Linked DNA regions of Danio rerio: region 2 is linked to region 1. A link is a contact called in public Micro-C data. All regions are on one chromosome and are shown on one strand. The core of a region is the stretch at or near the end of the contact, and the rest is flanking DNA. Distances in the headings are between cores, read along the strand shown.

Region 1 (4,432 bases), core at 920-3,419:
GGACATGCAAAAAAATGTTCCTGAATGAAAGTGAAAGTGCCAAACTGCAGTTAAAGTCCATGTATTAATAATTTGGCAAACTATTCGATAACTGATGCCTTTGTAAACAGTCACTGTCTTTCTCCCCTGCATCTGTGTGTTTGTTTTGCCTGGATATAAATCAGCGTGTGTCCAAACAGAAACTTCCACTTTCATGCAAAACCTTCCATCTTTCCCTCCCCCGACACTCCCACCTAAACAGAACTGGACACGCCCATTTTCCTCCCTTTTTCCAAATAAAGATCTGAAAACACCCTGCTGAAACAGGGGGGGTTTCGTAGCCCTTTTATTTTTTACATTTATGGTTCATATAAAATATAAAAATATTGTAGTTATATAAACGCTTCCCTCTGATCATGCAAGGATCATAATACATTGCACATTTGGTTTATTATAAAACACCACGTAAACCTTGTTAATTATTATTATTATTATCATTATTAGCCTATTATTATTATTATTTAGGCCTACAGTAGCTCGGAAACAATCATGCAAACCAGGTGCTGCTCGGACATGGCTATCTTTGCTCAGCATCAGGTGCACAGCAGCAAAAAGTTTGGCAGCGAACCAGACCTTATTTTAATGACAAATGTGTCTAATAACACAACTTATTTACTTTTTTTGTTAAGCATATGCAATAAATGTAAGCCTATTAACTGATCAAATGACAGAATATGTAACTTAGTTTATATATATAATGAAATATTAGGTGCTGGCCAGCAGAGGACTACTAGTTTGAAAGCAAAGTCATGAGCTCAGATTTGGTTGACCAAATTTAAGTCTTTTCTGTTTTCCAACCCTAAACAAAAAGATGTAAAAAAAAAAAAAAAAAAACGCAAATAGAGCCAAAATCTGTTTTTTTTTTTGTTTTTGTTTTTTTGTGATTAAAAAAAAAAAAAAAAAACAGAAAAGCAGCCGTTTGCTTAGTTTTCTTTTTTTGTTTGAAAACAGACATGGAAAGGACAGAAGATACCCTGATTATACTGTGCTCCTGTTAGGACAGAGGGGACGAAGCTATGATTTTGAAATATAGAAAATTTGAGCTCGTTCTGTAGTTTTGATCTGTGTGCCTGACAGATTTTGATCATTAATTGAATCATTTAACATGTTTCTTCAGCATTGAGTAACTATGGGAAGTGCACATAGTCTTACATACTTTTGTACACATGCCAAAACACATGGCATTTCCTTTTATGAACAAAATACTCATCTGTGTGTGATCTCATTTGAGGATTGAGCCACAATATATAAAATATAACACCTCAAATCAGTCAGTATTAGTTGTATCACTGCGCCCTCTAGTGGCTGTAAATGGTAAAATCAAACCCTATTTCACAAAAACTTTAGAAATTGATTCATTAAACCGTGATATCGTAATTTATACCTTCATTTAATCTTTGATTATTTGGTTAAAAAAACAGGAAGATTATGAGCAAATAGAATTTATTACATGGAATCAGATATGTTTTTAATTCAGATAAAATAAGTATCAAACACACCCAAACATTGCCAGATTTGTGTTCAGATGATTTAAGGGCGAAAACAAAACACAAAATAGTGTTATAAAGTTAAAGCAAACCATTTATATAAAACCTACTATACAAGCCTCCTTACTCTTCAAAACAAACGTAAGACTCATACATAGTCAATTCTAACAAACAAACAAAGTCGATACTAAATGATAAAACCCTCACCATAGAGAAGAATTAACTAGTGTACAAGCTGACAGAGGGAGCAGTGAAAGAGCAAGGCCACGGTGGAAGAGAAGGAAACTAAGGCAAACTCAGTGCAGAAAACACTAGAAACTGGAGACCAAACACTACGAGTGAGAATCAAATGAAGAAAGGCTGACATTTGGAGTTTCTCAAAACGCTCACAGACTTCACCACATTAACAGAACAAAAAACGAATGTTAGGACATTCTGTGCTCAGCTCACATCAGAAACAAGCAACCTTTGGTGTTCAGGTGAGAAATGCAGCACTATTCTTCACATTCCCTCAAATGTAACGTCTGAATGGTGTTCGGTCAATAGCAGAAGAAAAGCTGAGTCACTCTGAAAAACAACTGCGATCCACGAACACATAATCCATGACATCATACGGTCTTACGCAGGTTCAGTCATTCAAAAGAGTTCATTACATAGATCTGGGTGTAAATAAGGGCCAACAGGTTCTACCTGCTTTGCCTACAGGAGTCATACAGATTTCTGATTTGCTTGGGGAAATCTTTTAGACTTTTTCTTAAAACTGGGGAAAGTTAAGAGACATTTCATAATAATAGTCAGCTTATATAATGGATATATGCGCAGTCACTATAATTGAACTACTTTTAGCTGTCAGCAAGTCCCTCTATGCAAAGTGCTCCTCAATTTAAAAGATTTCTGTCAGTAGTCCATCATGTTTACCTAAAGGTCTGAAGTGAGTTTGTAGAAATATCTGATACTGCCATTCAAAAGTGTCTCCATCATTCCTTCTGTTAAATAACTAATATTATAATACACCTTCACCTGAAGAGAAGAGCTGTGAATATGGATTGAACTGTTCGAGCAATGTGTTCTGATGTGATCTGGATCTGTTTAGGTCTTCTTCTTGAGCTCCTCAAAGCGTCGCGACAGGTCATCAAAGTCGATGTCTTCTGAGGTGTTGGCCTTCGCTCCGAAAGAGGATGCTGGGAGTGTGTCTGGAACAGACGGAAGTTCGGGAAGGGTGGAGTTGTCATAGACCTGACCAGCTGGAGTCGGACCTGCAGAGAAAATAGAGAATCATTAAAAGAATATTATCATACCATTTGAAATAAAATCCGATTAGGATAGAGCACATACCTGGGATGACCTGGGAAGGATCAGAGGGTTTAATACACAACTCATCGATCTTAAAAAAAGATATGAAGACATGTTAACAACTACCAATACATTCACAACGCTACCGCTGCAACTATATAAATATATTAAATACATATTTGATCAAAATAAAATAAAACTGTTAGTCTAAAATGATCCAGCTGTGAGTAATGATGGAGCAGTGCATTGTGGGTTAGAACAGACACCCTTGTGAGCCCTTCAATGAATAGCGTCATTTATAAAAAGGTGCATTTGATGATGCTAAATATGAATGTGTGAATGTCACCCAGAAATGATCTATAAAACATTCATGCCCACAAAAATATGTGTAACCCTGGACCACAAAACCTGTTGCATGGGTATTTATTGAATAAATACAACCTGACAAAGGTATTATCATCAATCCCAGTTGTAAGAGCAACAAATAACAACTTGACTTCTAGTTGATCATTAGGAAAAGTGGCAGATGGTAGATTTAGATTCAGATGAATCATCTGTTAAATTGCATCCCAAATTTCAATCATCACAAATACTGCACAAGACCTATTAGAACCCACATGGAGCCAAGATTCTCACAGAAATCAGTCAAGTTTGTTGAAGGAAAAACCATGGTTTGGGGTTACATTCAGTAAGGGGGAGTGTGAGAGATCTGCAGAGTGGATGGCAACATCAACAATCTGAGGTTCCACAAGACATTTGTGCTGCCCATTACATTACAAACCACAGGAGAGGGCGTACTCTTCAGCAGGATAGAACTCCTTCTCATACTTCAGCCTCCACATCAAAGCTTCAGAAAGCAAAGACGGTCAAGGTGCTGCAGAATTGGACTGATCAGTCACCAGACATAAACATTATTGAGCAAGTCTGGAGTCCAAAGAATCTTGATGAACTCTGGGAGTCCTGCAAGAACACTCTCTTTGCCATCCCTGATTACTAATTATTAATTATCAAATAAATATTATTCGAGTCATTGCAGAGATGTATAGATGCAGTCCTCCAAGACTTAACATTCTATAGTGTTCATTATTTCTGTTTAGTGACAAGACTTTTGTCTGAGCAAAGTCAGACCTAACTGTCCTAATTAAAGAATTAAAAATCAAAGCATGATCACATTTTATTGTGGTAAAATAATCGTAATTAAGAGGCCTTTGTCTTACATATTAGCCACTTCTGATACCAAATGATCAACCAGAAGTCAACTATTTGATGTTCTTAACTTGGATAGGCAACAAAACTTTTGTCAGGTAGTGAATATACTGAACAGGACAAAATTATTAGATTATTAAGTAAAGACCATATTCCATGATGATGTTGGGCAACACTTTATTTTGATGGGTTATTTGAGTATTAGTAGACTGTCTGCGTAGTATCTGTTGATACTGCTCAATTAACAGACAAACTGACTATAAGAAAGTTAGGAAATAACATGTGAACTTACACTAACCCTAACCCCAGCATAACAGTCTGCTTATAATCAAATCAAAATAAAGTGTGACCTGATGTTGTGTAAATTACTGTATATATAGAGACTAGTGTTTTGAGAAGTAAAATGT
Region 2 (4,707 bases), core at 1,702-4,201, 33 kb before region 1:
AAATAGGTTTGTAACAAGTGAAGGAAAAGTAAATGACAGAATTTTTATTTTTGGGTAAACTAGTCCTTTAAGATAAGGAGTATTTTGCAGGCAGCGACAATCAATCTCTCTCATTCTCAGATCATTTTGCTATCTGAATACAATTTCACCAGATAACTGAATATCTCTATTTGAAAATAATTGATCATGTTAGATGGATTGTTATGATTCTGCAGTAGGAGTGCATCTCCACAAAATCTAATAAACACTCTATAAACCTTTTGGGGTCCACCCCCGACACATTTTAATTGTGGTCTGTGATATTTGCAGTGCATTTCTGTATTTGCACGTTGTCAGTATTTTCACGCATAACAATCTATACATACAAGAAAAAGACACGATTAAAATAAAGTGTTTTATTATATCCAGAGTCTAACAGTATTCAAGTACAGTAATGGAATGATAAAAATAAAAGTAATACAAAAAATGGAATGGTTGTTAAAGTAAAATGTTGAAATTCTTATGACTGAATGCTTTAAAGGTCATTATACAATTACAGGCCTCAAAAACACAAGCAATTAATGATCTATAATCCAAGCTCAACGTTGCATATGTCCTGCGATGTGACGAAGGATCACAATGCAATATCGATGCTAAAATGATATTGTGCAGCCCCAGTTTCAATTGTACAAAAAAAAACTTTTGTTTATCATGATTGATAATTTATCAATTTATTTATTGATTATTTATTTATTTATTAATCTATAACAAAAATAGATCTAAATAAATATATTTATAACTAGGGCTGGGTGATTAATCGAAATCTAATCGAAATCAACATTTGGAACCAATATTCGCAAAAATTTTTCCTGGTCGATTTTTTTCAATTACTTTCCCTAAGGTTGTGGTCACGTGACCCCGCTCTGTTTGTTACCTTCATGTTACTTTGCACTACATTGATGATTGACGAAGCTGCGCCTGATATGTCTTGAGACGGCATATTTTCATCAAAATTATTATTTAAATTAAACTATTTGCTTAAAGAAGATGCAATAAATGCACCGTTTAAAATATTATTCACAGAATATGCAAGAGGTATTTTATTTAGAAGAGATACTGCTTATTTTCTACTTTAATAATGAAAAATATTAAAAATACCTTATTTTGTTTCCAAAAGTGCAAGTTATTTTTACATTTTTATAGGAAACAAATGAATGTTGGTTTTAGGCAATGTGTGTTTTGATTTCAGTTGTTCAGCATTGATGTTTGATAAATAATCATAGGTAGTAGATAGTGTGTTACCTTCAATTGTTTTAAAATCAAGTAATGCCCCCTTTCTTCAAAAATCTCTCACTGGTAATATGTGAGCATATTTACTGTACAAAACCTGTCTGTGAACTATGAGGGCAAAAAAAATATAATAATAATCGTTCATTAATCATAATCGAGTTAAAATGTTCAATTAATGGAGATTTTGATTTTAGGCCAAATCGCCCAGCTCTAATAAGAACCAAAACACATCCAAGACACAAAAAATTAATATTTTAAATGACCACAAAGCCTACTGAAATTAATGAATGAACAGAATCAACCTTAGGTAAACAATGTTTCCATTGGTGTTTGAAATAGGTCCGTAAGCTTATATTAGATGGATTTTAGTGCAGATAAACTGCATATACAACAGACTATGCAACCTAAATTGGGGTAAAGCTGGTTTTAAATTCACACATTCAGGCATTCTCTTAAGTGATAAAGTTTCAAGAAAAGTATTCTTTGCAAACTCCAAATAGGTGAAATCATATTAGCAAGCAGTGACTACCAAAATACAACATTGTTCTATGTCAATTAAATAGTGTTAATGTCTTAATCCATATTTACATACCATTACAGACTGAATATTTAAATTGGTGTGATAAACAATATAGTTTGGGTTAAAGTAGGTTAGATATTCGCACATTAGTTCATTTTAATGTTTACCACGCTATTTGAATAGAGTCTGAAATAGCATGCAAGGATGACTTCAAAACAATATTAGCACTATGCAATTGACTGTGAACAATGTTGTACTTTGATAGTCATTGACTGCTAATATTGCACTATATAAAATTGGCAAACAATACTTTTCTGAAATTATATTAGTAGTAGTAAGCAGAAAGTCTGAATGTGTGAATATAAAACCAGCTTTACTTCTATACAATATAGAGTGTGTGCCACAAGTTGTCACTCAACAAATGCGTGAATATAACTTTGAATATTCGATTGAGGTAAAGTTGGTTTTATATTCACACATTCGTTCAGTGACAGCTCCATGCATTGTTTACCATTTTACTTTGAACATCTGAAATCACATGCAAGTATGACTTTAAAACAACATTTGCACTATTTATTTGACTGTGAACAATGTTATACTTTGAAGATTGTTGACTGCTAATGTGATTTTACTATTTAGAATTTCTAATTAATGTTTTTCTGAGATTATATTATTGAGAAAGACTGAATGTGCGACTATAAAACCAACTTTACCTTAATGTATATTCGATCTGAAATCACATGAAGTGTCACTTCAAAATAATACCCTTCTAAAATGATATTATAAGGGGGAAATTCGGGATGTCTGAATATAAAACCAACTCTACCTCATTGCAAGCTATACCAACACTTCAAAATATTCAAAATAAAATACAATCAACAGATATTTTATAACCATAACTTAGTATTTAACAAAGCCGATTCAATGCGTTTGAACCGCAAAACAATGGAAACTGCTGAGAGATAAAGCTAAGAGAGCTGTAAACACATGTTCTGCTTGAGCTGAAGACGATTTTTTAAACACAAATTTTATCAAAGAACAGCGGCACATCGCTAATTCACCTTCAGCCGTCCCGCCATGTGTGTTGTTATCCAACTCTATCCAAACAACATGCAGCGCTTCGTTTTTCACTTCCTGAACGAACTCTCGCGAGAACAACATCACCACGCACTCACTCAAGAGCTAAACTTGTCGTGAGATGTGTTTACATAACACTGCTAAATGTAATTCGGCGTAATTTAATAGGTAATTTAACTTTGTTAATTGTGACTTTTGTACAATAGTTAATGTTAAGCTAAGCTAATTAAAGATTATGTAACTTTTTAATTTAAACTATTTTAAAGACGTTTAAAAATATATAACTATATATTATAATTATTACCATTAGTATCGTAAAGCTTACATACAAAAACTGCATAAAAACCGTGATTCTTTTACTTTTCCATATTGTTAGGCTATCAAAGTTCAATGGAATTGGGGTATCATCATAAGAAAAGTGACGACAAAGTTTTTTTTCAATTTTTCTACATTTCTATTAAATTCATTACCATTTTACAATATTAAGAATCGATGTTAGAAATCGATGAATAAATTTTGCATCATCATGGTGTGGCTAAAATCAAAATGTCTGTCATCCTGAATTGCAGTGTAATGGAACCTTTTTGGAATGCAGAGTCTTGGTTTAAAGTCAGATTTTGCATATATTTGAGTGCCTGCTCCCATTTCCCTAATGAAGTTAGTTCACATTCACTGTTTTCACAAAGTGAGATTTCAGATTTGCCTAAGATGTACGTAGACTCCCTGTTTTCTAGTCCTCACAAGAGTTTCCTAAACGGAAAGCTGCTTCTCAGCTGCTATCAGCTATGGCTTTCTCAAAGCAATTGCTCATTTATTGTTGGATTTCATTCGTTTTGATGCCACTTACAACTTGTACAGACGAATCAGAGGACAATGAACACCAAAAATATGATTATGGAAGGAAAGTTCAACAAATACGAGGAGGAAAAATGTATAAGTTTGTTCAGGAATCAATGTCATGGATTGAAGCGCAACAGAGTTGTGAAAAACATCGAGGATATCTTCTGAGGGACTTGAATGATGAGATCAAGGAGCTTGTACTTGCACAGTCCACACAAACTGGACCGTGGTGGGTCAGTCAGACCTTGATGTATAAAAATTCCATCACTGGTGAGTAATTGTAAAGCTTATGGTTTTCCTTCTGTAGACCTTCTGTACTTCAAAGAAGACCTACTTGTGCCTTAAATAGATAATGCTGAGTGCTGTTAGATGGCAAAAGTCAAATTGAACAAGATTCAATCTTCTCTTATGAAAAGAACGTTTGAAATCCAGAAATTTCCTTGCAGAATTACAGAATTATTTTGATTTGGTAAAGTGACGTTATTGCAATATTTTATCTTGTCAAAATTGGTTATGTGTATCATGCTGTTCAGGATGTTGTTTTAAAAATGGAAAAATCATGATTTCAGATAGAACCAAAAAGCTTGATGTCATATGACAACCAATCCAATATGTTGTTACTGATTTTAAGGACCTGCTCCTGTAGTTTTCTCTGAAGAATCATGTGCTAGCATAACTCTTGTATAATCTCAGTAGAAAATGTACAAAAATAGTTACTGTGGTGGTACCTTTTGAAAAGATACACATTGTAAAACAAATGCTGGGGTCCACACAATTCCTACAATCCCAAGTTAACTTAATTGTTTTTGCAAATGTAAGTGGATTTAATATAAAACAATTAGGTTCTTCCCCAAAATACTCAAGAATTGTGTTGATTAAGCTAATTTTAAGTAAGTAAATAAGCATATTTTTTGAGTGCATGTTTGGATCTAAATAGTTCATCTTAGTACTTTAAAGGTACAAAACAAAATTGGCAGCTTTTATAGCTTTTTTTTCAAAGA

What was found. Hi-C and Micro-C count contacts between places; a contact is called where the count stands out from the background.
Region 2: a contact with region 1 is called in a Micro-C map of caudal fin, with 4 times the contacts expected there. The contact joins the promoter of dhodh here to the enhancer-like site in region 1. A contact is called at or near these places in 2 of 18 Hi-C or Micro-C datasets (caudal fin and an unstated tissue).

Annotation. Positions count from the first base shown.
Region 1 is chr7:57,464,183-57,468,614 of GRCz12tu, reverse strand. ist1 (IST1 factor associated with ESCRT-III) reads right to left here. Exons shown (of 10, transcript NM_212585.2): 9 at 2,862-2,910; 10 at 1,466-2,782. The coding sequence ends at 2,616. Among named protein-coding and RNA genes, the nearest start is that of ist1, 11 kb to the right of the region's middle. Within about 2 kb of position 2,169, at least 4 of the 62 cell types and tissues checked have an H3K27ac peak or open chromatin away from gene starts, as enhancers often do. A contact at or near this core is called in caudal fin, where this site is marked.
Region 2 is chr7:57,498,095-57,502,801 of GRCz12tu, reverse strand. dhodh (dihydroorotate dehydrogenase) reads right to left here and starts at 2,951. Exons shown (of 9, transcript NM_001008608.1): 1 at 2,851-2,951. The coding sequence starts at 2,868. It overlaps pkd1l3 (polycystic kidney disease 1-like 3), which reads left to right and starts at 2,963. Exons shown (of 22, transcript XM_073907361.1): 1 at 2,963-3,034; 2 at 3,814-3,976. The coding sequence starts at 3,820.